7 separate regions of the Mus musculus genome follow, and all the other regions are linked to region 7. Evidence: chromatin contacts called from public Hi-C, HiChIP or PLAC-seq and promoter capture Hi-C data. All regions are on one chromosome and are shown on one strand. Each heading gives the region's core, a stretch centred on a gene start, on an enhancer-like site or on the middle of the called end of the contact. The rest is flanking DNA. Distances are from core to core; before and after follow the strand shown.

Region 1 (3,725 bases), core at 931-3,430, 900 kb after region 7:
ACGTCTGTTGCTAAAAAGAGTGCATTTCTAAAAACCTTTGTGGAATTCTAAGGTTCCAAGAGCATCCTAGTACCCGAGACAGTGCGTTTTGTTCAGGGTTTGTTTTTCTTCCCCCCCTCTCCTCTCACCTACAATTTCAGCTTCCTTTTCTTACTCTGGTGGCAGCTTCACGAGTTGTGGCTGAAGCTTGTGTCTGTGGTCCCTGGTGGAGCCCAACTGGGTGGGGGTGGGGGCATGATGTCATTGTGGTGATCCTGCAGACCAGGCTGTAATATGTGCCTCAGGGGGCATGGCTGTGCTGGGGCTTGTGTCCTCTAGCCAGATGATGCAGTAAGAGTCTGGCCTGATAAAGGGCATTAATGAACTATTATTAGTTCAAGGTACTGAGGCCCCAGGAAGGCACCCAGTGGAGCTGTGGAATTGAAAGCTTTCTTAGAAACTCGCCATTTGTAAGGAGGCTCCTCCAGGCTACAGGTGAGGACCCGGTGGGTTCCGGCTGCCCCAGTTCAAGTTCATCCATCAGTCAGCCACCTTCCTTATTTTCTGTCCAGCTGGGCCCTGCTCACTATAGGATCTTCGATCGTTTAAGATGCTGTGGAGATCTGACAGGCTTGTGATGACATCATGCTGATTTCTGCCCATGTGACCATGCTTGGGTGCCGTGGGTTGAACCGTGTGACATCATCATTGCTCAAGCTCTTCTGACCTGTACTTCTAGCTTGTCTCATAGACAGAGACCAGCCATCAGAGGGACAAAGCCTACCAGCGACCTGTTTTCTGCTCTGCCTTCCATCCTTGCTGGTGGCCTGCTCCCTGTAGTAGGCAATGGGGCTTTGCTCTGAATGAGCCTAAGGCCTCTCAGGAAAAGGAAGGTTCAGGGAGGTTCAGGGTGCCTTTGGCCTCCATGCTCCTTAGTTTCTACCAGGAGTTGGATGTAGCCAGGAGGAACTGAGGTTAGTGGAAGTCCAGGCAGAGGCCTAGGGAGGCTGTTGTCTGCATCTGTGCGCAGTGGAGTTGATGGCACTGTTGTGTCCCTAAAGTGGATGGGCCCTGTGGAGATGTATGGTGTCCCTTGCTGAAACAGGTCTCCTGTGGGGCAAGAGCTGACCTTTGGGCTTCTCAAAAGGAGCATGAAGGCAGCCCTGACCCCTGAAGCTCATCCTCTGGCCTTCCTGTGTGCTTCCTCTGCTAGCACAAGCTACAGTTGAGGTAGTTGAGGTGTCCTCATGAATCTTGGAGCCCATGTGGGTAGCACAGTCCCTGCACCTTTATTCTGTCCACTTGGCTATCATTCATAACCCACTGTCATGATTAACGAGACTAGTGAAGGAACTGATGTCACATTTTACATGTCTAACCTGGAGTCCTTGTAGCCTGTCACCACAGGAGGGAGGTCAGGACCCAGCACCCACTTTTTCCTTTGTTGAGCTGACTAAAGACTGTTAAGTTCTGGGACCATAGCTTGGTGTTAGAGCAGTTGTCTAGTGTGTGGAGGCCCTGTGTTGGTTGCACTGCACTGCAGAAGGGGGGGGGGGTGGTAATCGAAGCCGTGCTTGGTTTGTGATGAGGAATGACAAGCCACAGTGGAGGTCACTTGTGGCATCAAACAGGAGCCAGGCAGCCTGACCCACACCTAGCAGAAGGCTCAGTGGGCTACCCACGCCCACCAGTGTAATCTCTGCCCTACTGTTAAATTGCAGTGCAGTAGTACTTTATCTAAACCAGTGCCTGTGAATGTGTTTCCTTCTTGTATTCCATGGAGTGAGGTGTTAAGTGGGCACCGCAGTTTCCTCTGGGTCTTTGTTTTTGGTGAGGGTGTTGAGTCGGGGTGGTCAGGTTGACTTTGAGCTCACTGTGTAGCCTAGGAGGACCTTGAACTTCTGATCCTTATGGTCCCACCTCTCAAGTGCGGAGATTGCAGGCGTGCATCATATCATACCAGCTTCATTCAGCGCAGGACATCCATCTTGGGCCTACTATGTGCGTAATAAGAAAGCCCACAAACAGCTGTGCCTTCAGGCTCTGTCCACTGGGAAGGTCCTTGGGCAGTGTATGCAGACATGCCCTGAGTCGTTCTTTGAAGCAGCCAGGCAGCTGCTCTGTCGTCACCTGAGAGAGACAGGAGCTGTGGTTTGCCTCGGCCCCCTCTCCCCGCTGGGTGAGGAGGTTTCTGTGTGGGTGCTGTGTAGCTTGTGTTTCCATTGCTGTCTGTGGCACAAGGCTCAGTCGCTGAGAAACCACACAGAGGAAGGTGACAGAGATTGTGGTGCAGACGTCTTTGACTAAAGCATGTGTCACTTTTCATTTGGCCCTGAGCCATGCCAGCCTTGCCTTCCTTCAGACTGGGCCCTGTTTTTTAAAGAAAGGTTTCATGATGAAACTGTGTCGATTCTTTAGTCTTTCTTTTCTTTTCTTTTCTTTTCTTTTCTTTTCTTTTCTTTTCTTTTCTTTTCTTTTCTTTCCCGTCTCCCTCCCCCTCCCTTCCCCCTCCTTCTATTAAGTCAACTATTTTATTAACCTAGTTGCCACAAAAATGAACATTCTGCAAAGATGTCACACAAGGCTACAGTATGGATGTGTCTTGTCTTCTGTAGCTTCTGCAGGTCACCCGGTGCTCCTGATTTAGCTTCTCTGAGCAGAGACCTTCCTCTGGGTGACTCGGCTCCTTAGACATGGGGGTTTCTAGGTCAGTGCAGGGCCAGGGATGTCTGTCCTGTGTTGGTTGCAGCCTCTTTGGTGTCAGGGGACTGTCTTCCTGGCCTGCTTGGCACCCCTCACCCTTTCCAGCCACCGACAGAGGAGAAGCAGGCCATGGCTTCCAGCCCTGACACCTGCTGGGTCTGAGTACCAAGCATCCTCCTGAGCACGATGACTGACTTGACCTTGAATGTGTTGTGGGGGACTTTGCTTTTTGGACAGCTTAAGAGGTAACAGGAGTCAGCATTTGAGGAAGATTAACGAGTGAGCTATATTGGAAAGAGACATGAAACCTGTGACTGGCTTGCAGTAGGTACTGACTACCTCAGGCTATCGTTTCTGATAGGCGGTGGCACACGGGAAACGTGAAAATCCTGTGAGCCAAAGCGGGATATTGGGTGTGAGGTGGAGAGGTGTAAGGCAGCCTGCTTGAGTCCCTCAGTACTGAGGGGCCCTCTCTTCCTGACCTGTCCCGAGTCACCCTCGCTGAATAGCTGTCTGGTTTCTTTCTGAGGATCCAAATATTCTGCACCCTGCAATCTTGCTGCTGGCTCTAGCCATTGTCTATATCCTTTGTGTGTGTGTGTGAGAGAGAGAGATTTCAGGAAAGTAACTGTTTCAGTAGAATAAAAAAAACAGATGAAAATCTAGCTTGACACCAAGTCAGGCCCAGGCAAATCAGGCTCCTGCCTCTGTTTTTCTACATTGTGCTGAGAACCAGGACAGCCTTCAGGTCTGCTGTGGACACTAGGAAGGCCTGGAGCTGGAGTGAGGGAGTAAGGGCCAGGGTGAGAGCCTTTGGCATTGCTGAGTGCAGTATGTGTTATACACCACAGCCTTGAGGCCAGACAATGTGTGAACTTGGGCAAGTATTGGCCTCCAGGGTAGTTGTAACATGGGCGGCTGGTATGACCCTGCTTAGGTGGTCCCTCTACCAAAAATGATATCTAGGGAATGTTTTGACTTCTGTGAGTTCTGTGGCATGTCTCCTCACGTTTCCCATCCTCTATTACAGATGCTTTCGTGAA
Region 2 (3,844 bases), core at 183-2,682, 870 kb after region 7:
GGGTGGGAATCCTTCCGCATGCTGTGGTTGTAGCCATGTAGAGTCCTTGGGGAGTCACTCTTAAGTAGGAGCTGCTGTGCTAAGTGTTGCTTGAATTCATTTCTGTAAAGTGATGGCTCATAGATCTGACTTAATGTCTTAAGTCTTCTTCACATAGAACATTTCCATGTGTGGTAGTGAAGCTATTCACAGTGGATGCTCTGTAGAGCATGCTAGAAAACCACAGCTTCTCGCTGGTCCATGTAGGTGGAGATACGGTTTTAGCTGGGGTTGGGACTGTCCTCAGTTGTTCCAGGCTGTGTTGAAAAGCTGTGACTGGGTTTGGGTCCCTCTCTGGCCCTTCTGCAGAAGGCTCTGTTAGCTTCTGTTAGGATGGCGTCTCTGTGGGCAGTGACAGTGTAGGATCCCGAGGCTTTGGAGAAGCTGGTCAGTGCTTGTCTTAGGGTTTTACTGCTGTGCACAGACACCATGACCAAGGCAACTCTTATAACGACAACATTTAATTGGGGCTGGCTTACAGGTCAGAGGTTCAATCCATTAGCATCAAGGCAGGAGCATGGCAGCATCCAGGTAGGCATGGTGCAGGAGGAGCTGAGAGGTCTACATCTTCATCTGAAGGCTGCTAGCAGAATACTGGCTTCCAGGCCTCACCCACAGTGATATACCTACCCCAGCAGGGCCACACCTTCTAATGGTGCCACTCCCTGGGCTGAGCATATATAAACCATCCCAGTGCTGGTCTTTTCCTGACCCCTGTACACCTAACTTGGGGCATCTGTAGATGAAATGAGTGTATTGTTGCCTAGCTGTAAACATCTACAAAATTGCCCCCAGCATTTTATTCATGGCCACAAGACTTGTTCATTCAGTATTTGGTAGATGACCTGTCTATCGTCACAGGATGATGGGTGATCTGATGACCTGCATCTCACTATTGCTGCTCTGTTTTATGGCTGATTCCTGGAAAGAAGGCAGTCTCTCTCACAGAAAGCCCAGCTAGAGCCTCTGGTCACTGTTGACCCATGCAGAGGTGGGAAGCCCAGCTAGAGATGGTGGCTACTGTTCACCCACATAGAGGTGGGAAAGTGTGGCTGGGAGGCACCTCTAGTTTCTGCTCAGTGTAGAGTCTGCACCTTTGGAGCAGATGTGCCCCACCCATGGCAGTCTTGGCCTCGGGTCATTTGCCAACACGTAGAGACATTTTTGCTGATATAGTCAGGAAGGGTATTACTGGGATCAAGTGGGAGGAGGAGAGGCCTGCTGCCTGTAAGGAGGCTCTGTAACAACAGACTGTCCTGCAGAATGTCACAGCAATGAGGGGGCCTGGCCTGGAACCTCTTTCTCTCAGTGTCACCCTGCCATGTACTGTGGGCACTGTTCACTTCCCGCTCTCAGCCCTTGGCACTTGCTTCCTTTTAGCAAACAGCTTCCTACTTCTTTGACCTTCTGCTCTGCAGGTTCCTCCTCTCCTTCCTGCAAGCCTTACTGGTACTCAGGCCAGCTCCATGTACAGACACCACTAGCAGCAGGTGAACAGTTGGCCTCTTGTTGGAAGTCAGTCAGCACCTAGCAGGACTGACAGGTCTCCCTTGCTTGGTGGCTCAGCCTTCTGCAGCTGGAGGATACATGTCCTGGCCACTGCATCATGTAGGGTGTGTATCACCTCCTGTGGAGCTTACCTGACATCAAGGACTCCCTGGGACTGAGCTAGACTATACTCTATACTACCAGGGCACTAAGACTTCTTGTGCTTTCCCCTCACATTGGGGGACCGTTACCCGTTGGTCCTGTCAGTGCTGCTTTCTAGCAGGAGGTAGAGGGCAGCGCTTTGTCCTGGAGTCAAGCCAAATTTGGTTTTGGTAAGTTTCCCTGACCAGACTTCCTTCCTTGTTAGTGTCTAAAATGTGGTAACATTGTCACTGAGGTGACAGCCAGGAACCTCCAGTCACAATGGAAATGCTTACAGAAGCACACTGCCAGCAGGTGTCTGGCCACACACAGTCTCTGGCCTGTTGACAGCCTTGACTTTTGTGGCTGCTCCATGAGGAATGGCACAGGCAGCGTGACGGTCGGTGCTCAGAGGACCTGTGGTCCTGCCTCCTGCTTAGTCAGCATGTCCCTGCCCTGAAGAGGAGTATACACTCCCTTCTTGACTAAGCCATCAGGTTCAGCAGTGCTTTATTCACATTTCTCCCTGTATCTTTGGGGGAGCTGGATATGGGGACTGAACCCAGGGCCTTGCACCTGCTAGACAGCAGACATTCCATTAATGAGCCAAAACCCTATGGCTGTATTTTTGTTTTGAGACAGGGTCTTGCTCAGTTACCTAGAGGAACTTGAACTACTTCTGTGGCCCACAAATGCCTCAAGTTAGCAGTCCCTCCTATCTTAACCTCTCGAGTCTCTGGGATAACAGGCCTGACAAGATTCTATTTGCAACCTTCAGCTTATAAAATACGAAAGCTGGGGTCCCCACATACTGCATCATCCAAGGCTGGGACAGTACACAGAACACAAATCTCAAATCAGAAGTCCTCTGAAACAGCCGTCCTGATGGGATGGAGACTCATGCTGAGAAGATCTGAAGATGACATACAGCATCGCCCTGTCAGGCAGCCAGCTACCAGAAGCTAGCTCCCAAAGCCCAGCAAGAAGTTCTCTGTGGCTCTGGGCATCTGTGCCCAGGGAAGGACCATGCGTTGTGATGTCTGCTGCCAGCAGACAAGCATCTAAGAGACTGTGACCCTGATTACTAGCTATCAAATTGTGTTTTTTGGAAAGTTGGCCTGTGAATCAGGCGATTCCTCTGCTGACTTGCAAAGAGGTTCCTCTAAATAAAGCTTATAGGCTCTAACCAGTACTTGCAAAATCTATTGTTCATGAAAGAGGCATAACTGATGACCTGCTAGAAATGGCACTGGACGTAGGCCTAAGGCTTCTGTAAGCTTAGGGCTGAGGTGGGTGGCCAGCTGCCAAGGTGAGGAATTAGGGGATCAGCAGGGCTATTTGGACCCACTAGACTTTTCTTATTCAGACAATTGAATCCCTGCAGTGCCCAAGCCATGCCCGTGTGCTATTGAAGGATAGAGCAGAGAGATCAAGGACACACTCTGTGTGAGTGTGTTCTAAAATGGTGATATGCTATATGGTATGTATGGGAAATCCAAGATGTGGTCTGGTAGTATCCATTTAGGGACACCCAACAAAATAGTCCAGGAGCACTCAGCAAGCCTTGTGAAGCATTTCCTTTGAGCAGAGGCAGGTCTGGCTTTGTGCTGGGGATTTAGGTTTTGGAGTGACAGGCTCAGGATCCTGTGTCTTCTGAGACTGGGAGAGCCCAAGTCTCCAGGGCTGCGGGGAGAGGCCACACGCTATGACAGGGACATGTAGGCCTTCAGGGGGTGTTTAGGACTGGCTGTGGGGCTCCTGCTTCCTCCTGCTTAGAGTGCAGAGAGAGAGAGAGAGCAGCAGCTTGGCAGGCTGGGTGCTCTGAGTCTCCCTGGGAGACTGTGTGTCATCTGAGGTGGATGGAATGGATTCTTCTACTCTGCAGCTTGCATCCTTGTAGGGTAATGCACAAAACCTGGGATGGATTCCATACCAAGAAAGAATAACGGCAGCGGTTATCAACCTGCCTAATGCTGAGACCCTTTAATACAGAGTCTCAACCTTAAAACTATTTTGTTGCTACTTCATAACTGTATTTTTGCAGCTGTTGTGAGCCATAATGTAAACATCTGTGTTTTCTGATGCTCTCAGGCAACCCCTGTTAAAGGGTCATTTGCTCTCCAAAGGTGTAGTGACCCACAGGTTGAAGACCACTGCTGTAAAGCTGTAAAGGAAT
Region 3 (3,781 bases), core at 1,256-3,755, 950 kb before region 7:
GTGAGGGACTAGGCCAAAGGGTTATTTAGTCACTACACAAACCAACCAATGCCTGAAAGAGTTACTTGCTACACCAATGAGAACCCTGTCGCTCAAATCTGCCCCTTACAAAGGTATAAAAAAGTGTGTTCTTTCTTTGTTCTGGGTCTCTCCTCTGGCCTGCGTGCTGAGAGGGAAGTCCCCAACATGTTGGATCAATAAAAATCCTCATGCGTTTTGCAGTGATGGCGGCGGTCTCTGTGGTCCTTGTAAGAGTCTTTTGATAAACTACAACAACAATAATAATGATAATAATAGGGATAATAATATATACAAAGAGCTCAAGAAGCTGGACTCCAGAAATTCAAATAACCCCATTAAAAATGGGGTACAGAGTTAAAGAATTCTCACCTGAGGAATACCGAATGGCTGAGAAGCACCTGAAAAAAAGTTCAACATCCTTAATCATCAGGGAAATGCAAATCAAAACATCCCTGAGATTCCACCTCACACCAGTCAGAATGGCTAAGATCAAAAATTCAGGTGACAGCAGATGCTGGGGAGGATGTGAAGAAAGAGGAACATTCCTCCATTGCTGGTGGGATTGCAAGCTTGTACAACCACTCTGGAAGTCAGTCTGGCGGTTCCTCAGAAAATTGGACATAATACTACCAGAAGATCCAGCAATACCTCTCCTGGGCATATACCCAGAAGATGTTCCAACTGGTAATAAGAACACATGCTCCACTATGTTCATAGCAGCCTTATTTATAATAGCCAGAAGCTGGAAAGAACCCAGATGTCCCTCAACAGAGGAATGTATACAGAAAATGTGATAATTTACACAATGGAGTACTACTCAGCTATTAAAAACAATGAATTTATGAAATTCTTGGATAAATGGATGTATCTGGAGGATATCATCCTGAGTGAAGTAACCCAATCACTATAGAACACACATGATATGCACTCACTGATAAGGGGATATTAGCCCAGAAACTTAGAATACCCAAGATACAATTTGCAAAACACAAGAAAATCAAGAAGAGGGAAGACCAACAGGTGGATACTTCATTCCTCCTTAAAATAGGGAACAAAATATCCATGAAAGGAGTTACAGAGACAAAGTTTGGAGCTAAAAGGATGGACTATCCAGAGACTACCCCACCTGGGGATCCATCCCATAATCAGCCACCAAACTCAGACACTATTGCACACACTAGCAAGATTTTGCTGAAGGGACCTTGGTATAACTGTCTTCCTGGCAAATACAGAAGTGGATGCTCACAGTCATCTATAAGATGGATCACAGGGCCCCCAGTGGAGAAGCTAGAGAGAGCATACAAGGAGCTGAAGGGGTTTGCAACCCTATAGGTGGAACAACAATATGAACTAACCAGTACCCCCAGAGTTTGTATCTCTAGCTGCATATGTAGCAGAAGATGGCCTAGTCGGCCATCACTGGGAAGAGAGGCCCCTTGGTATTGCAAACTTTATTTGCCCCAATTCAGGGGAATGCCAGGGCCAAGAAGTGGGAGTGGGTGGGTATGGGAGCAGGGCGGGGGGAGGGTATAGGGAACTTTCCGGATAGCATTTGAAATGTATATAAAGAAAAATTGTGAATCTCAAAAAAAAAAAAAAAGTGATAATAATACTACCCAAGGCTCCACGGCGAGTGTGTGTGTGTGAGTATGTGTGTGTATGAGTTTACAGTCTGCATTCCTCCAGCCTCAACCTGTGGGCTTTTCTGGAAAACCAGAAGTACCCTAAAAGGTTGAACCAATCTTCCTTGTTTTGAGAGAGAAATGGGTGGCCTTACTCCATGAATTATGCTACTCACCTCCTTTTCATTAAGAAAAAAAAATAAATCCCCAACAAAGATATCTTTTAAAAAAAAATCCACTCCTCTCTTTGGCGTGTTTACTTTGCTAAATTTCTCTTTAAACTGTGTCTCTCAATTGATTCATATCCTTTGAGAGCGTAGTAACCAAAAGACCAAAAAGATGGTTTGAGTCTAGGTGTTTGAGATCAGCCTTGAAGGCACACACAGGCATGAGCTAAAATTCAGTTTGCGTAGGTCTTGGAGGGACGCAGTTGTCTATGTGAAGACAGTTTTGCCATGCAGCAGAGAGAAATTACATTTCACGGCTTTTCACCTTCCGGTTAAATACCATTACTACCCCCATTTTACAGGTTAGGCACCTAATACTTAGGGAGGTTGTCACTCAACGACAATCATTCACTATACACAGGGGAGCTCCCACTTCTGAGCTGAAATTAAAAAAAAAAAAAAAAAAAAAAAAAAAAAGATGCACACACAATGTAAAAGGAGGAAGGAAACAGACACCCCCGGACAAAACCACCCCATTTCCTGTCTTCTTCCGCGAAGCCAGGGTGCCTCCCAGCGGCTGCCTCTCATCACCGACGCTTCCGGCTTCAAGGTTGCGTCATTTGAGAGCGTCCCGCGAAGTCTCGGCCGGGAGCTTGCGCGCGGCCTAGGACGTCGGGCTACGAGGCGGGCCTTCCGGCCTTCTCCAGAATAATTTCCGGCAGAGACCGGAAAATCTTCCCGGATCGCCTCCGGGTGCCCTGTGTGGGAAGGTGAGGTTCCGGCGGCCGGCTTCTGTTCGCTGGCGGCTGGCAGCACGCTGCAGCCTGCAGCCCCCCAGTGTCGGCACGGATCGGCCGCCCTGAGGCGCCGGGGCAGCGTTCGGCATGTCGTCGGGCCTGCGCGCCGCAGACTTTCCCCGCTGGAAGCGTCACATCGCGGAGGAACTGAGGCGCCGGGACCGACTGCAGAGGCAGGCGTTCGAGGAGATCATTCTGCAGTGTGAGCGGCACGCGCGGGCCCGGGGCGGGGAGTGGAACGCGCCGTGGCAGCGAGAACCCCGGCTCCGCCCGCGCGCATGGCGGCCTCGTCGGGGACCTGGCGTCCCGCACGTCTCGAGCCCTTTCGTTGCTTACCTTCCTTCTTTGGCTTAAACCTTAGGCGCGATCATGGAGGGTTCCCCTTTTCCAGGTTCTTTCCACAGACATCGTTTGCAGTTGTAAATCTCGATAACCCAGGCGGCGCCGATGCACTTAGGTAGTCAGGCTCCAAAAACGTCGTGTTTAAGGAATCGAGTTCAAGACAGAGATTGACTTTACGCATTAACTCGAGAGATGGACGTTCTCTTCGGAATGCTGTGGAACTAGTGGTTTTTGACTTCTCAGGCCTCTCCATATTGTTGGTACACATTTGAGTTTTAGGATTTGTCCACTGGGTCATTTGCTATTATTGAAAGCCTTAAGTGAGAAAAAAAGAGTGGTCTCTTCGCCGCTCTTTGCGAATTTTAAGGATCGAAAGTATCTTGTATTCTTAAGGCGGGTTCTCAACGATCATTTTCGTGCCTCGTGTTCCCAATTTAGCCAATCTGTTTCACATTTGAACGAATGCGTTGACACTCCTCGATCCTGAGGTTCCATCTGCTTCCTGAGATAGCCTGGGCATAGTCTTCCTAAGTTTTTGCGGGTAGTGGGATTTGAAATCGTAGTACTGCTATTTGCATTCTGATGGGGATAAATCAGTAGTTATTTACACGTTAGAATCATCTGGGGATGTACTTGACAATCAAAAACACTCCAGACTAATTAAGTCAGTATAAATGACAGAAGATAAAATAGTCCCATACTTTTTTTATGCTTCCTGAGTGGTTCGATTTGCACACACGTTTGAGCATTTTAAGTAATTGGCATGTATTGTTTCATGTTAAATTTTTATGAAGCACCAAGGCCAACGATGATGAAGTTGCAGTATGGGTTA
Region 4 (3,669 bases), core at 779-3,278, 810 kb after region 7:
TGGCTCTTGTGCCTTTCTTGGGCCCTTTTTTGTGATCTCATGGTGCCACTCCTGGAATGTGGCTCCTGAGAGATCTCTGTGTAAGCACTGTTTCTTTCCAGTCCACACAACCTTTGAAGCTCTATTTATGATCACAGCCCTAGCCTGTACCTCTGGACCCTCACAGAAGCCCATGTCCTAACAAGCAGGAGTGAGCCTGCGATGTTGCCTGTAAGCTGGATTTAAATGTCAGCCTCTGGCTTGCTCTGAGCAGGAAGACTGTCTGGGGGAGGTGACTGCTGTTACTCAGTATTTACCACAGACCTTGAATCTGTCTGATGTACAGCAGTAGGCCCGGAAGGCCTTAGGTACCACAACCTTGGGGACCCTCAGAGTCCAGTTGCTCAGAGCAAATACTTGCGACCCGCTGCCTGCTTTCTGCAGATGGTTATGCTTCTGTCCTGATGCCCGAGCATGCTGTGTGGCGCTGGCTGTGCCCAGACTTCAGGCTCTTGTAATACTGAGCCATTTAACTTGTAACAGAAGTGTGGCTAAGTGTGAACCTGGACTGTCACCTAGGAACAAGTGTGAACATGTCATTGGCCCTGTGGTATGTGTAAACCAAGGTGGGGAAGGAGACCCTCTGAATCCTGTGTTTCTTTCTCAGAAGCAAGAGGGCACTCACCTCATTAGCATTCTGCATCTCAGCATTTGGCCCAGCAGTCTCAGGGCTCACCCCTGCCCAGCGTAATTACACGGATGATGTCGGTGATGTGGCTGTGAAGACACTTCTCCCTGACCTGGGTGGAATGGCCTCCTGTGACTTAGACTTGAAGGCTTTACAAGGACCTGTGGCTACTGGATGATTAGCCTCTACAAGATTTTATTCTTGAGCATTTCAGACGCACCGAGAATGGAAAGAACTCACAGTGATTGCTTTCATATGCACTGTGTGGGCATTGTGGGCAGCACTGAGCTGACCCCGTTTCCCCCATATCCTCCCCCAGTTGGTGTAGTTTTGGATTTTAAACTCAACTGTTACATTCACAGTGTCTCCTCTCTTGTCTACCTTTTTATTAACTTGTAAAAAAAAATTGTATGTTTGAAAAAAAAAAAAAAAGCTTTGCTGTATGTCCCTGACTGGCCTGGAACTTGCAGCAATCCTCCTGCCTCTGCTTGTTTCCTCAGTGATGGGATCACAAGTATACAGTACCATGCTGGCTCTATCTGTTCTCTTACAGAGACATATTAGGTGTCTTTTGCTTATAGCAGAACATTGGAGATTTTCTGTAGGTGTTACCCAGCTCAGCGCCTTACCGTGTAGCAGATACTAGCTACCTCTGGCTACTTAAATTCAATTAACAATTCATTCTTATGGAGACATGGCTCAGGTAGCCAGGTGCTTGCCGACAGTACAGGAAACCCTGGGTGTGGTGGCTCACACCTGTTACCGCTTATCCTCGCTCAGGAGGTGGAGGCAGTGTCCTCTCTGCTACAGAGCTTGCTGGAGGCCGCGTGGGACCCTGTCTCATAAAGGAAACAAAACCAAAAAGGAGTTCCTGACTCCTGGGAGCCAGCCATGTGCTGCTGCGGAGACCTTACCACAGCTGTGGACTACTGCCATCATTAGGACAGTGTGCGACCACAGTTGATGTGTTAACAACCATGTACACTTGATATCTGATCCTGCAAACCTTGGCTTTCCGCTACTTTTGTTTTGGACTACAAGGTCTTGCTGTGTAGTCTACACTGACCTTCAGACTCTCGAGTGCTGGGATCACAAGTATGCACAGCCTGCCAGGCTTTCTTGCACACCATAAGACCTTTGTGAAACATGGGGCCTGTGAAGGCCTCTCTTCTAGAGATGGGTTGTTTACATGCCCAAGGGTACAGTCAGCACGCAGGGAAGGGAAAGTGACTTCCTATCTTGGACAGGTCTGAGTTCTGCCCAGACATGTGCTGTTGGCCTTAGTGGGACATAGCTGGTGACTGACTGGGTCAGAACAATGTGCTTTGATTGACGACGTCAATGAGGAAACATACTGAGCTCCTGGGGAGACTGCGTCCTGTCCTGTGTCAACTGGCTATACCAGCTGCCAGAACCCAGCTGTGCCTTGTGACTCAGGGTTTCTGTAAGCGTATTTTGGGAATGGCATTTGGCCTATGGACAGCCCTGGCCTGAAGGCTTCCCCTATGGAAACCATCAGTTGAACCTTCCTGTGTTCTGCTTGCTCTCCCCTAGGGATGTTCTCCATGTCATGGGACTGGTGTCCATCAATATCTGGGTTCTCCCACCTGTGCCACACCCTAAGTCTCCTGGCTTCCCAACCCTATGCTGGATTATCCTTCCTCTTCCGAGCTTGCCCATCACCTGCTCTGTGATTTGCTTGTCTGTGCTTGTTCCTGTCCCTTTGTCTACAGCAAGGCCTTCGTCCCAGCTCAGACTTCACCTGCCTGAGGAATAGCCACCTTCTGCATCTGGGCCTGGAATATGACTTGCCTTCTAGAGACCTCACAGTCCCACTGTTGACTTTGCCCGTAATGAGGACCTACTGTGTGCTCAGCATGTGCTGCTAGGGTGAGAGGGACCAAGCCTGGGAGCCGCCTGGTGCAGACTGTGGTTGTTTTAGGGTATGGATGAATGTATGTAAATAAACAAGCAGCTCCTGGTTGGTGGCCGCCACTGTCCCCATTCAGGCTTCTAAGTGCTCTTGCCTATGCCTCTGCAGATGCCTTGTTTTCAAAGGTAAGGTATCTTCATCAAGTCTTTCCCCAACATCCTCCTATTTGTTCTGCAGAGGAAAACCATTCTTGAAGTGATTTAGTCCATGTATGCAATGTTTTGTCAGACGATATAATTGCAGTTAGTCTTATTAAAACTCATCGAGCAGCTGGTATGATGCTTAGTTAAGCTCTGTAATTACTGTCAGAAGGAAACGTAAGTTTGGAAACAAGGCTGTTGGTCTCAAGGTCCAGGTCCACTGTTGCATGAGGATGTATGTAGATGAGGCAGCCAGTCACCCCCTGGGTGAGCTTGGCCGCTGTACAGTAGGAAGTCAGGAGTGATGGCTCAGTTCTGAGATGGTAGAGCTGGCCGCTTTACCCTGTGCAATGTATGTTCTAAAATTCGTTTACATGCAGTGCCCATCCCTGAGGCCAGCTAGCTGGGAGGTTGTCACCTTCTGCCCTAGGACTGGAGCCAGCTCCAGAGGTTTTGGTGATCTGTCCAGCTTTCCCCAATGCCTACACAATTTCTTCACTTAGAGGCCTGCTCTCTGTTGTCATGGGGCTTCCTGCAGGTCCCCTGGGGTCTCAATGTGGATATCCTGGGGTTTTAGCCCATGGAACTGGTGTTAGGTCAGAAGTCTCTAAAAGCTGCTATTGGTTCCTGGCAGGAGTCTGTGCTGGGAAGTTAGTTAGTGAATGTGTTTTGAAACCTGCCCCTTAAGCCTTCTTAAGCTTGACTGGTGAGCATCCGTGTGGATGCTCATTCCAGAAACTGCCATGAAGGGAGCGGAGAGTCGGCTCCGTGGTTAAGAGCACTTGTGGCTTTTGTAGATCACCTGGATTCAATCCCTAGCACCCATATAGTAGTTCAGAACTATTTCTAACTCCAATTCCAGGAGATACTACACTCTCTTCTGACCTCTGTGGGCACCAGGCACACACGTGGTATACATCCATGTATCT
Region 5 (3,451 bases), core at 256-2,755, 850 kb after region 7:
GTGTGTGTGTGTGTGTGTGTGTGTGTGTATACATGTGCACACAGCTTCAGTCTACTGTGCACTTTCCCATTGGAAATGATTTGATTTTAGGACTCATTTACTGCTGATTCCGGAAATAGTTATACTTGATAATTTTCCTCAGTGATTGGAAAGTTGTTTTTGAATTTTGGCCAAGGGAAAATGGAGGTCGGATCAGAATGAGAGACACATGTCCTGGAATCTTCTTCCCTGGAGGGAGGGAGAGGATCGCCAGGAAGGGAAGTGGCGTGGGAGGTGGGAAGACGGCAGAGGCAATGGTGGAGCTAGTGGCCTTAGCTGATGGAATTCTAGCCATCCTTTACTGAGCGAAGAAGGTGCAGGTCCAGTAGGACACGGGAACAAAGAGCCCACAGTGTGGCAGTTGGTCGGTGAGTAGGGAGAGGACAGATCCAGTGTCCAGCATACGTGGGTCAACCACCATGTTGGGAACTACTGCCCTGTGTCTGCGGCTCTTCTCCTGAAGAGCAGGGAGATTCTGTTGGAGCAGAGAGTGCCAGCAGTGTCCTTAGATGAGCAGAGGGAGTGTAGGTGCAGTGGTGAGACAGAAAGAAGGGACTCGTCACTTCTAGGACACTTGCTTGGCAGGAAGGAAGCTGGGTGGAAGGGCTGGCTAAAGAGCAAGTGGGTGGAGTTGTGTTGTTCAGGGAGGAAAGAGTAAGCTGGGATCTTCAAAGGAAGGTGGACAGGACTGCTGGGTCTCAGACGACCTGTCTCTTACATTAGATACAACATGGCTGGCTTTGTGGAGAATGAGGAAGACAGTGGGCTGTAGGGATGGTCTTGACTGGGGAGGAGAGAAGGGCAGAGGAACATTGGCTGGCAGTGTCCAGTTTACATGGGGACCACATAGGGCTTTTACGAGTTAGAAATGACTGACCATCTGACATGGCTGACTTCATGAGTGACCCTTACTCAAGGGAATTTTATGCCTTGTTAAAGCAAGATAGCAACCGCATCACTCCATGTCACTGACCGTTTTACATTTCATTTTTCTAGCCTTATGGTCGTGGCATGAACTTGAGACTTCAAAATACAGTTATATGAAAAATATTTCTGCTAAACAAAACACGTGTCGAAGAGAAAGTTATTTTTTAGAAGCCCACAGACTTATCACATAGCCCTTGTATTTTTTATTTTCTGGTGGGATTCTTCCCCCACATTTCTCTGTATATCATTGAAAAGATGTTCAAGATAGGGTTCTATAGCCTTACTGCATAAACATTTCCCACAGTGCGTTCTGGGAAGTCCATGTGGTCTCTAAGTCATATTAGATACAGGACTAGGGGGTTGGTCTGGGGAGTATGGGGTGATTTCTGCTGCAGGTCTCATGGAAGGTGACGGTGCTCATTCGCTGCTGTCCTCAGCTGCTCTCGTCGCCTTCATCCTTCTCGGAATGCGACCATCTTTCCCTGTGGTGCCATGGCAACGCTCAGCCCCGCAGCCTCCTCCTAATTATTTGAGCGAGGTCTGTGTGTTGGCCCTGCTGTTTGGGGTCTGCATAATGTATGAACACGGAGTGACGGAGCCACAGCCTGATCAAAACAAAGAGCTGCCTCTGCGCGGTGGGCAGATTGCAGAAACATATTGCCAGCCACCCTCTGCTAACTGCGAATCCCGTCGTAAAATGCGTCTTTAGCCTGTCAAAAAAATATTTTGACAGGTCCCCAGTGACACTCCTTCGTATGCTAATCTGTCAGTGATGCCCAGGCAGTACGCGCAAGGGAAATCCACAGGACTTAGAGACTGGCAGCATCAGGGTTCACCACCCTTGCAAGTAAACACGTGGAAACTGTTTCCTTCTAAACGTAAATAGATGACAAAGTCTGTGGTGATGACCGTGTTGCCAGATCCCAGGGGAATCCAGGGTGTGCCTGGGGGCTCGGAAAGACTGCTATCACAGAGGTAAACAGAAGTTCACACTTGAAACACATAAAGGATGAGGCACTGGGCACGGATGAGTAGCTGGGCTGTACAGTTGTAGGGAGAAGCTAGGCAGAATGAGGGCCAGGGAAAGAGGCTGCTGACATGGCTGGGGAAGAGAGGACTGAGCCCTGATGTCTGCCCTGACCTATCTGTCCTCTGAAGATCAGAAGCCCTGATGTCTGCCCTGACCTATCTGTCCTCTGAAGGGACTGGCAAGGTCTCTTGTCATGAGAGTGCCCATGGAGCACTCTCTTCAGAGGACTGGCCTTCCCATGGTTCCTTTCTGTGATGCTACTTCCTGGGTTCGCCAGCAGCCCCAGGGCTGCCCATAAAGCCTCTGGGCCCTGCCTTTCTGGCCTTGACTTTATTTAGTGTGTGTCTGGAGAGGTCACTGGACCTTCTATGCTTGGAGTCTCTGGCTGGAAAGTGGGTTAGTAATTCTTGTTTGGCTAGGATAGCCCAAGGGAGAAAGTGGTACCCATGGACGAGTGGGCTTTGCATCCCTGAGCTAGTAAGTGTGACTTGCTTCATCTTCTTTCTGCTTTTAGACTGAAGAAGGATTAACTTGGTAACAGATACACCTGGAAAGCACGTTGCTTTAAAATTTGTTATGAGCCTTCAGATATGTTAAATGCATCCTTTCTTCCATGCTGTCATCTCAACAGTCACAGGGTCATGGAGCATGTCAGAAAGAAGACAGAAAAGAAGATACCCTTTAGGGGAGTTACTTGGTCAGTATTTTTCTAGGATGACCCCACCCTTCAGCAGCGCTGAGCAGTGGGGCCCTGGTTGCTGAGAAGTGTCCCTGTGTGGGGTGTGGTGTCTTACAGACTGGCATCAGGTAGATCTAGGAAGGACAGATGCTTGCTCTCCAGTCCTTTGAAAGCCCTGTTGCTGAGGAAGAACTGAGGACTGAGGAAAGCCTCACCACTCAGCTCTGTTTTGCTCTCTGCTTTAGGAAGGGCATTGAGTCTCTCCTACTTGGGTCTTTGCAGGACTTTGATAATGTGTGCTGTGTCAGGGTGGCGTCTGTCACCCCGAGGTGGTGAGGAGCAATAGTACTGAAAATGGCTGCACTTTCTCTCTGCGTTTAAGGTACACTGAGGCAGAGGCTTTACAGTCTTGGACATGATTGTGGTAGGAAAGTCAAAGGGATAGCAGAAGACACAGACACCAAAAGACGGCAGGAAGCATCCCCTGGGGCCTTGACATCTATCATGGCTGGCCCTCTCCTTGTCAGCGTGTAGAGACAGTAGGCTGGGTTCTCACTTTTCCAGGACCTGCCCCTCAGGCTTGACGGTAACTCAGCTGGACCCCGTCCTCACATCGCCGACCTGTTGGGCTTATTTTTGTTCTCTCTAAATACATATTTTGCACTACTAACATCTGTATCTCAGAGTGTGATTTCCAGAATGGAAATGTTGTCTCTACAGATGTGATTCATTAGAGGGAGGTCACCCCATTAAGGGTGAATAAGTGACACTGATTG
Region 6 (3,384 bases), core at 811-3,310, 750 kb after region 7:
CTAATCAGTCCCTTGGGATTGTGGTAGACCAATTGACAAGCTTAGTAGGATAATGCACACTGGAGATGCAGCTCAGATGAGGAAAGAAGATCAGAATTCAAGGTCAACCTTGGCTAAACAGCAAGTTTGAGAGTAGCCAGAGATATGTAAATCTCAAAATAAAAACAAACACAAGCTGTGGAAATGGAGACTCTACCCAGCTTGTGGTATGCATGCAAGCCAGGAGGGCTGGGGGAGCCAGGGAGGATGGGTGGCGTTGGAGGGAGAGCTGTGACCAGAGGAGAGCCATGGCCTAGAGGCTCACTAGAACTACTTTCTTGAGACTGGTCAATGAGGAAACAGGAAAAGGGAAGATGCCTAGGTTAGGTCTCATTCACTAATCCGAGACTACATAATGAAGCCTCAGCAGGATGACAGAAAGCGAGAAGATTCTGGCTCCGTCCAAAGGCAGAGCTGACATTCTGGGATCTAAGAGAACAAGGGAAGAAAAGACCACACACTGCATTTTCAAATTAGTGAACAAAGGTCTGTACTGCCTCGGACTGGGGTGGGAAGAGGTTCACAGGTATGGGGAAGATGTCTGATTTTTATTTTGTTATTATATTTTTAAAGCAGAGTCTCACCTTGGGTCCACAGCAATCCTCTGGTTTTAGTCTCTTAAGTGCTGAGACTACAGGATGTCCAACAGGAGAAAAGTCATGTTCAATCCAAAAGTTGGATGTGATGAGGAGGGGACAGGTGGATAGGTCTGGGACAGAAAATTTAGTGTCATCAACCTCTATATGATATTCAAAGGCATAAGAGAGGCAAATAAAACAGGTCTAAGGTTGACTCCCAGCATCATCCATATTTAAACCTTAGAGAAGTACAAAGGAACCCCCAAAGAGATTGAGAAGCCAGATGTGAAGCAGGGGAGTCCTGGAACTATTTCACAAAGAGTTGGGGTTTCAAGGTGGAGTAGGGACGAACAGTAGAATGAACCCACATGCCAGCATCTCTATTAGTGTTTCTGCTAAGGACGAAGATAGAGGCAAGGCACAGAACAAGCCAGGGCCTCTGCTGTGTTAGGGACAAGGAAGGCTGAACAGTACACTGGCTTGAGGAACACTGGAACTCGGAAGAGTTCCAAGAACCAAGAGCTAGGCTGCCTGGGGCCCTGGGCTGCCCATTAGCTTGCATTTGAACCAGGTAAAGCCCAGGGCATTTGAATCAGGAATGTGGGCTGTTTATAAAACACCCCTGCATGGTGAGACAGTGCATAGACCCAGGACCTTTACGGCCTCGGACTCGTCCTGGATCCTTGGAAATCTACAACAATCTAATTCATTTGGAGTCGTTGGCATGAGCTCTCAGCTGCAGTGCGGTCTAGCTTCATGGGCTCCTGGACTGGGCTAAAGTGGGGTTAGTGTCGGGCGCTCGGAGGGCTGCGGCGTGGAGGTTACAACTCAGTTGTGCAACATTTTCGTGGAAAAGCCTAGAAGCCCCCGTGGAATTCCGTCTCACCTACCACCCCAGCCTCAGGTTTAGTTTATTGATGAAGCGTTGGACTCCCGTGTATCCCATGGGAAGGGAAGTAACTATCCTGCTGGGTTTAGAAAGGAGGCAGAAAGTTGCCAGACGGGGGGAGGGGACCCCGCGCGTCGCAGAGGTTCCTTAAGCGCTCAACTGGCAAACAAACAAAAGCGCGGGCGGGCGGGCGGGCTCGTGCGCCACCTTCCCCGTACAGAGGCGCGGGGGCTGGCACGGGGCAGTAGGGATAACCGAGAGGGACCAGGGCTCTCAGCTCGCAGATCCGCGGGCTGTAGCGGCATCCGGACGTCCCGCGGGGCCCGCCCAGTGCGCTGCGACGCGATCGCACAGCGCACCCCACGCGCGCGGGCCGGCCGGCGTGATGGACTACAAGTCCCAGCAAGCCCAGAGGCAGCGCGGGGCGGGGTCTGGCGCAATTCCCCGGGATCCGGCGCGCTGGGAAGCGCCGCCGAGGACGCAGCGGCGGCCGGAGGGCGGCGAGCGCAGGCGGGGGCGGGGCCGACGTGGGCCAGAGCCCTGCGTGCCAGGGAGGGGGCTGGCCGGGCAGCGGCGGGCGGCGCTCGGAGCGGTCTCCGCGGCTGGCAAGGCGCCTACAGCTCGGTCCCGGCTTGGCGGACGGCGCAGGGCAGCTGAGGGCCCCGGCCCGCGCGGTAGCGCGGCACTCACAAGCGCGCGGACCCAGCCGCAGCCGTGCGCCCGGAGCAGAGCGGCCACTGCCCGGGGGCCTCGGCCCCGGCGCTCGCAGCGCCGTGCTGCCTGCGCTTTAATGGCTGCTCGGCCGGCCGGCGTGTAGGGGTGCGGGCGGCTGCGGCGCGGGAAGGCGCCCGAGCGAGCCTCCTCCGCGGCCGGCCGCGCTCCATGGCGCCGCGGTCTTCCCGGACGGCCCGCTGACCCGGGACGCTGGTCCCTGCTATGAACTGAGCCCCTCTACTGCTTCATCCTCAGCGTTCTTTTCTTTTTCTTTTTCTTTTTCTTTTCTTTTCTTTCTTTCTTTCTTTCTTTCTTTCTTTCTTTTTTTTTTTTTTTGCGCCTCCTCGGCTCCGTGCTCCCCGGGGGCTGCGGCGCCCCGGGTCTCGGTGGCCCGCGGGGCTCCGGGGCGCGGGGCGGCGACGACGGGGGGCGCGCGGCTTTGGGCGCCGCGCCTGCACCATGAACTACCAGCAGCAGCTGGCCAACTCGGCTGCCATCCGGGCCGAGATCCAGCGCTTCGAGTCGGTCCACCCCAACATCTACTCCATCTACGAGCTGCTGGAGCGCGTGGAGGAGCCGGTGCTGCAGAACCAGATTCGGGAGCACGTCATCGCCATCGAAGGTGAGGGCCAGGCCGCCCGGGGCTTCTGGAAAGCGCGGGGGAGCGGGCGCCCCTGGCGCGGCGGGGTGTGTGCGCGCGTGTGTGCTTGCGTGTGTACACACGCGGCTGCCCGGCGGAGAGAGCACTGCGGTGCCTCTTGTCCCGCAAGGCCGGCCAGTCAGCCAGGGAAGATGGGTTGTCAGCGTTCATTTGATAATGGACAATGGAGTCTCTCCTGTGAGAAAGTGGCACGGTGCTGCTACGTCCGGGGCGGCCCGCAAGCCCCGTCCGGGCCCAGCAGACGCCTGGGGGCAGCTGCTTGGGATGGCGCCACTGGATCCCTGACAGGTTATCAGGCCCGGCCTGAGTGTCTTTCGTGGACGTTGAAGATGTGTTTTGAGAAGCGCTGCTGCTGGGGATGCTGTTCCGGCCAGCTTATTCAGTTGCTTCATGGCTGGCTACCCCCCCCCCCCTCCAGTTCGCGGATACAGGGGAGGTGGCACATGTAGGAAGCCAATGGGACCCAGGCAGTATCATGCCCCAGTGCTGATCGGACTGGCGTT
Region 7 (3,692 bases), core at 825-3,324:
ACACGCACGCGCGCGTACACACACAGCATTAATGTCGAGACCCTCACCCTTTAAGCACCTGTACTGCCACCACCTCCAATGGTTTTTCTGTTCTTTGTTTTATTGGTCTCTTTACGAGAGAATGACCTGCACACGGACAGGGCCTAGGCCATCTGGAAGAGGTCTCATCCCAGGCTGAAAAGCAGTTCTCAACAAAACCACACACACCCACCCCTGGAAAGTGGCGTCTTCCAGGCCATTCCCAGCCAAGTCCAGAAACACAGCATCCTGGGCCTTCCAGCTGCCGCATGGTCCGAGGCAGTCCTCTGGATGGCCTCAAACCACCACCTCCTTTGGGCCCAGAGTAGGACAAATGAAATCGCAACAGGGACCTGCCCTGTGCCATAAAATTACTCAGTTTCCATAGCTCCAGAATGAAAGGAGCGGTCATCCCCACCCTCCCATCAGTACACTCCAGCGCCTACCCGTCCCCTTTCGGGTATCCCCCCCCAGGGTTCTGTGTGAACTGCATACCTCAGGTAACTCACACGTGATTCCCCCCCGCAGTGGGGGCTGGGCAGTCTGAACTTCTGGCCCTGCTGGAGCAAGAAGAAATCGCTTTTGTCTCTCTGACATCCAAGCTTCCCACCTGGGGCCAGAGGGCACACCACGGGACCCTTGCGTCCTCACGTCCACTCCCCACCGGTCCCCCCCACCCTATCCCACCGGTAGCTCAAGCATTATAGACAAAAGGTCCTCTGAGCTGGGGTGGGGGGGTGGGGCAGGTGACGAGATGGGTGGCTATGCAGCCTCCACACCCGGCTTAAGTCTCCAAGTCCTGTATTTGGATACAGAGATCGTGTTTTAAAAATTCGAATCATCGCTTTGGTTCGTTGTCTTTGTTCGCGGGTTCTCGCTCAACCCAGACGTCCATTCATTCACTCACTGGCTTGCTCGCTCAGCCTTGCTCCAGATCGCTGCTCTAGCGCATTACCGCTTCTTCTTCTGCTTGAGAGACTTCCTGCGTTTCAGGATCATCTCATAGAGCTTGTCCATGCCCTCGGTGAGGCCCTCGCCGATGATGGCGCACGCCGGCTGGACATGGTAGGTGGTGGCCGGGATGAGCTCGTGCAGCGCCAGTTGCTTCTCAATCTCGGCCACCGGCAGCGACTTAGGCAGATCCTGCTTGTTGGCGATAACCAGGAGCGGTGTGCCCTGGTTCTCCGCAAACTTGGTCACCTTGTGCAGCTCCGTCTTGGCCTCCTCCAGCCGGTCCACGTCCACCGAATCCACCACGTAGATGATGCCGTCCGTGCAGCGGCTGTAGGACTTCCACAGCGGCCGTAGCTTCTCCTGGCCGCCCACGTCCCAGAAGTGGCAGCTGATGCCCTTGGCAGTGCCGTTGCTCAGTTTGATCTTCTCGGTGTTGAAGCCGATAGTGGGCACAGTGTTCACGAATTCGTTGAACTTGAGCCGGTAGAGCACCGTAGTCTTGCCGGCCGAGTCCAAGCCCAGCATAACGATGTGCAGAGACTGGAAGGCCGAGATGTTGGAGGAGATGTTGCCCATGGCTCCTCGCTGCGGCGCCGGCCACTGCGACTGCGGCTGCGGCGGGAGGGCGCCGCCCCCCGAGCAGTCACAGGCCCTCTGCGGCCGGGCGCACCTGGGCCCCGCCCGTTGCTGGACCCGGTGGGGTCTCGGCGTCCCCGCGGCGCACGGCCAGGCGCGCTTAGGCTCGGAGGGGCCGGCTCCCTGGCCCGCCTGGTGCGTGCTCCGCGGGCATCTTTCTCCGGAGGCTTTGTCTCTCGCGCAGCCGCCACGGACAGACGCCGCGGTGTAGGATGTCTGCGCCTTGCGCGGTAGCCCGGCTCGACCTGCGGCTCTCCCGCACCGCGGCTCTGCAGCAGCCTCTGGTCTCGGCGCACCTCGGAGCTGCTCTAGCTCCGGCTCCCGGGAGCGCCGCAAAGGCGCAGGCGGGGCGCGGGCTTCCCCGGCGTCCGAGTTAGCGTAGCTGCCTTGCTGTCCCTGCAGTACTAGGCGCTGCTGCTACCGCCGCCGCCGCCACCAGCCTGCTGCGGCCGGAGGGCGCCGGCCCCGCCCCTCTAGTCCCGCCCACAGGCCACGCCCCTCGCCCGCCACGCCCCGCGGTCTCCCGGGGTCAGGCGGGGTCTTCTCGGTCGGTTGCGTCTTTTCGCGCGCTCCGATCGTTCGAAACTCGCCCAGGCGACCCTTCCCGCCGGCCGCGCGCCGACTGTGGGCCTGGACGCGGACTCTTCCTCCCCAATCCGGTGACGCGTCTTTTAAAAATAGCTCCGGGCTCCGGAACCCCCGCCCGGGGCCTAGCCCGCAGCTGGCCGGGCAAAGGCAGCGACTGCAGAGGGCTAGGGCGGTGAGACTGCGGCACCGACGCAGGAGGGCGGAGGAGAGGAGCTGACCTCCTTGAGCCTGCAGCCCTGCTGCTGCCCACTCCTAATCCATTTCCACCGCGTGGTTTCACGCTCTTTGGTGCCCTAGTGTCTTGGTCCCTATTCTTCCTTGATGCGTATGCTCCCTAAGTCTAGGGTGTGCCCAGGAGGCTCAGTTAAGACTACCTACCACCCACCTGCCTAGATAACTCCAGACATTTCTTTCTCAGACACCCATTTTGGAGCCTTGCTTTATGCTTCCCCACCCCTTCCCCACCCCCTCCACTCTGCTGACATCCCAGATTAGGTTAGTCTTAAAGCAACCTTTGTCATTCTACCTTGAGAACCTACCAGGGATGGGGTGAGGGTAGGGGATGGGGGAGGTCCAAATCACCTGACCAGGCTTCAGGAAAGCTAGGTCACTAGAAGACCCTAGCTAGCTTGGAGCTGGTGGTGTGATGAGTCACAAATACATATTTTCTGGGTTCCATTTCGTGACTCCATTCAGTGGTTTTATCCTACCTTGTAAAACGTAGCAAATGAATATTATTTCTGCATGTGGAGGGAAGTCGGGGGGGGGGTGATTATGAGTGACACAGGTTTGATGATGATGGGAACTAGAGATGACAGCCAAGGGGAAAATGGTTTACATTTGTGTAGGTCAGGCTTCTGGGTCAGAAAAGGTTGCAAATGTAATCCAGGGAAAGAAAATAAAAATGCTTATCATTTGTGATCTTAAAAATTATATATATACACACACACACAGAGAGAGAGAGAGAGAGAGAGAGAGGAACCTTCCTTTCTAATGCTGTTATAATACATGATTTCATTTGTACTAAAGCCTGTGAGAAAAATCACACCTGTTCAATTCCATCTTTTAATTCTCACAACTCCAAAAGCCAGTCTAGGCTTCCACCAGCTAGACTCAAGCCCAGGGACTGGTGATGGATGTTGGTGCTGGCAAGGTCCACTCAGATTACCTGTCCAGCTTGCTAGAGGAGGAAATTTAGGTCTGTGTGCTGGTACTTGCTAAGGGGACCTCAGTGCAGACAGCCTGCCTAAGATCAGTGATGCATTGGTTCTGGGATGCTTTCCAATGGGCACCCCCTCCCCCCCCCCCCCAAAAAAAAACAGGGGCACAAAAATTTGTCTCAAATTAATCTCAAATTGAGTTGGCAAAGTGATAAATACATTAATATAGTTCTGGATACATGGAAAATGTTTAGGATAAGGGTTTTCTCTTCTGGCATGGCTGGATCCTGGAGCTCACCACTAGACACTAGGCCAAATCTTCACCCGTCCTCAGTT

The links. Promoter capture Hi-C pulls out the DNA fragments that hold promoters and counts their contacts. Hi-C and Micro-C count contacts between places; a contact is called where the count stands out from the background. HiChIP or PLAC-seq counts read pairs in DNA pulled down with a chosen protein or histone mark.
Region 1: a contact with region 7 is called in a Hi-C map of the MNK3 cell line, with 5 times the contacts expected there. The contact joins the enhancer-like site here to the promoter of Arl4c in region 7. A contact is called at or near these places in 6 of 39 promoter capture datasets (3T3-L1-derived adipocytes, frontonasal cranial neural crest, hippocampal neurons and 2 more), 1 of 484 Hi-C or Micro-C datasets (the MNK3 cell line) and 8 of 115 datasets of contacts at active chromatin or transcription factors (the NIH/3T3 cell line, bone marrow-derived dendritic cells, bone marrow-derived macrophages and 5 more).
Region 2: an H3K27ac HiChIP or PLAC-seq map of bone marrow-derived dendritic cells shows a contact between it and region 7, with 22 times the contacts expected there. The contact joins the enhancer-like site here to the promoter of Arl4c in region 7. A contact is called at or near these places in 8 of 39 promoter capture datasets (the 3T3-L1 cell line, 3T3-L1-derived adipocytes, the C10 cell line and 4 more), 2 of 484 Hi-C or Micro-C datasets (both in embryonic stem cells), 9 of 115 datasets of contacts at active chromatin or transcription factors (T-cell acute lymphoblastic leukemia, astrocytes, bone marrow-derived dendritic cells and 6 more) and 2 of 9 other capture datasets (adipose tissue and liver).
Region 3: a promoter capture Hi-C map of liver shows a contact between it and region 7, with 12 times the contacts expected there. The contact joins the promoter of Atg16l1 here to the promoter of Arl4c in region 7. A contact is called at or near these places in 4 of 39 promoter capture datasets (embryonic stem cells, liver and pre-B cells) and 2 of 115 datasets of contacts at active chromatin or transcription factors (bone marrow-derived macrophages and memory CD8 T cells).
Region 4: a contact with region 7 is called in an HNF4G HiChIP or PLAC-seq map of pancreatic cancer cells. The contact joins the enhancer-like site here to the promoter of Arl4c in region 7. A contact is called at or near these places in 8 of 39 promoter capture datasets (the 3T3-L1 cell line, 3T3-L1-derived adipocytes, cranial neural crest and 4 more), 8 of 115 datasets of contacts at active chromatin or transcription factors (differentiating embryonic stem cells, embryonic forebrain, embryonic hindbrain and 5 more) and 1 of 9 other capture datasets (embryonic stem cells).
Region 5: a contact with region 7 is called in an H3K4me3 HiChIP or PLAC-seq map of embryonic forebrain, with 4 times the contacts expected there. The contact joins the enhancer-like site here to the promoter of Arl4c in region 7. A contact is called at or near these places in 4 of 39 promoter capture datasets (the 3T3-L1 cell line, frontonasal cranial neural crest, hippocampal neurons and 1 more), 8 of 115 datasets of contacts at active chromatin or transcription factors (astrocytes, bone marrow-derived dendritic cells, bone marrow-derived macrophages and 5 more) and 1 of 9 other capture datasets (adipose tissue).
Region 6: a contact with region 7 is called in a promoter capture Hi-C map of hippocampal neurons, with 11 times the contacts expected there. The contact joins the promoter of Agap1 here to the promoter of Arl4c in region 7. A contact is called at or near these places in 8 of 39 promoter capture datasets (the 3T3-L1 cell line, 3T3-L1-derived adipocytes, cranial neural crest and 5 more), 1 of 15 datasets of contacts at CTCF or cohesin (the NIH/3T3 cell line), 2 of 484 Hi-C or Micro-C datasets (embryonic stem cells and stem cell-derived neurons), 8 of 115 datasets of contacts at active chromatin or transcription factors (the NIH/3T3 cell line, astrocytes, embryonic forebrain and 4 more) and 1 of 9 other capture datasets (adipose tissue).

The regions. Positions count from the first base shown.
Region 1 is chr1:89,600,886-89,604,610 of GRCm38.p6, forward strand. Agap1 (ArfGAP with GTPase domain, ankyrin repeat and PH domain 1) reads left to right here. Exons shown (of 18, transcript NM_178119.3): 2 at 3,713-3,725. Among named protein-coding and RNA genes, the nearest start is that of Gm41914, 22 kb to the left of the region's middle. Within about 2 kb of position 2,181, at least 64 of the 459 cell types and tissues checked have an H3K27ac peak or open chromatin away from gene starts, as enhancers often do. A contact at or near this core is called in the MNK3 cell line, where this site is marked.
Region 2 is chr1:89,573,734-89,577,577 of GRCm38.p6, forward strand. The region is part of intron 1 of Agap1 (ArfGAP with GTPase domain, ankyrin repeat and PH domain 1); the gene reads left to right. All of the region lies in intron 1 of Gm41914 (a long non-coding RNA gene), which reads right to left. Among named protein-coding and RNA genes, the nearest start is that of Gm41914, 5.3 kb to the right of the region's middle. Within about 2 kb of position 1,433, at least 47 of the 459 cell types and tissues checked have an H3K27ac peak or open chromatin away from gene starts, as enhancers often do. A contact at or near this core is called in adipose tissue, bone marrow-derived dendritic cells, bone marrow-derived macrophages and 1 more, where this site is marked.
Region 3 is chr1:87,753,506-87,757,286 of GRCm38.p6, forward strand. It overlaps Atg16l1 (autophagy related 16-like 1 (S. cerevisiae)), which reads left to right and starts at 2,506. Exons shown (of 18, transcript NM_029846.4): 1 at 2,506-2,809. The coding sequence starts at 2,695. It overlaps Gm33517 (predicted gene, 33517), which reads right to left and starts at 2,241. Exons shown (of 4, transcript NR_157047.1): 1 at 1,820-2,241.
Region 4 is chr1:89,512,018-89,515,686 of GRCm38.p6, forward strand. The region is part of intron 1 of Agap1 (ArfGAP with GTPase domain, ankyrin repeat and PH domain 1); the gene reads left to right. Among named protein-coding and RNA genes, the nearest start is that of Agap1, 59 kb to the left of the region's middle. Within about 2 kb of position 2,029, at least 32 of the 459 cell types and tissues checked have an H3K27ac peak or open chromatin away from gene starts, as enhancers often do. A contact at or near this core is called in embryonic stem cells, liver and pancreatic cancer cells, where this site is marked.
Region 5 is chr1:89,548,721-89,552,171 of GRCm38.p6, forward strand. All of the region lies in intron 1 of Agap1 (ArfGAP with GTPase domain, ankyrin repeat and PH domain 1), which reads left to right. Among named protein-coding and RNA genes, the nearest start is that of Gm41914, 30 kb to the right of the region's middle. Within about 2 kb of position 1,506, at least 40 of the 459 cell types and tissues checked have an H3K27ac peak or open chromatin away from gene starts, as enhancers often do. A contact at or near this core is called in embryonic forebrain, neural tube and oligodendrocyte precursor cells, where this site is marked.
Region 6 is chr1:89,452,751-89,456,134 of GRCm38.p6, forward strand. Agap1 (ArfGAP with GTPase domain, ankyrin repeat and PH domain 1) reads left to right here and starts at 2,061. Exons shown (of 18, transcript NM_178119.3): 1 at 2,061-2,842. The coding sequence starts at 2,680.
Region 7 is chr1:88,700,117-88,703,808 of GRCm38.p6, forward strand. It overlaps Arl4c (ADP-ribosylation factor-like 4C), which reads right to left and starts at 2,075. Exons shown (of 1, transcript NM_177305.4): 1 at 1-2,075. The coding sequence starts at 1,548. The coding sequence ends at 970.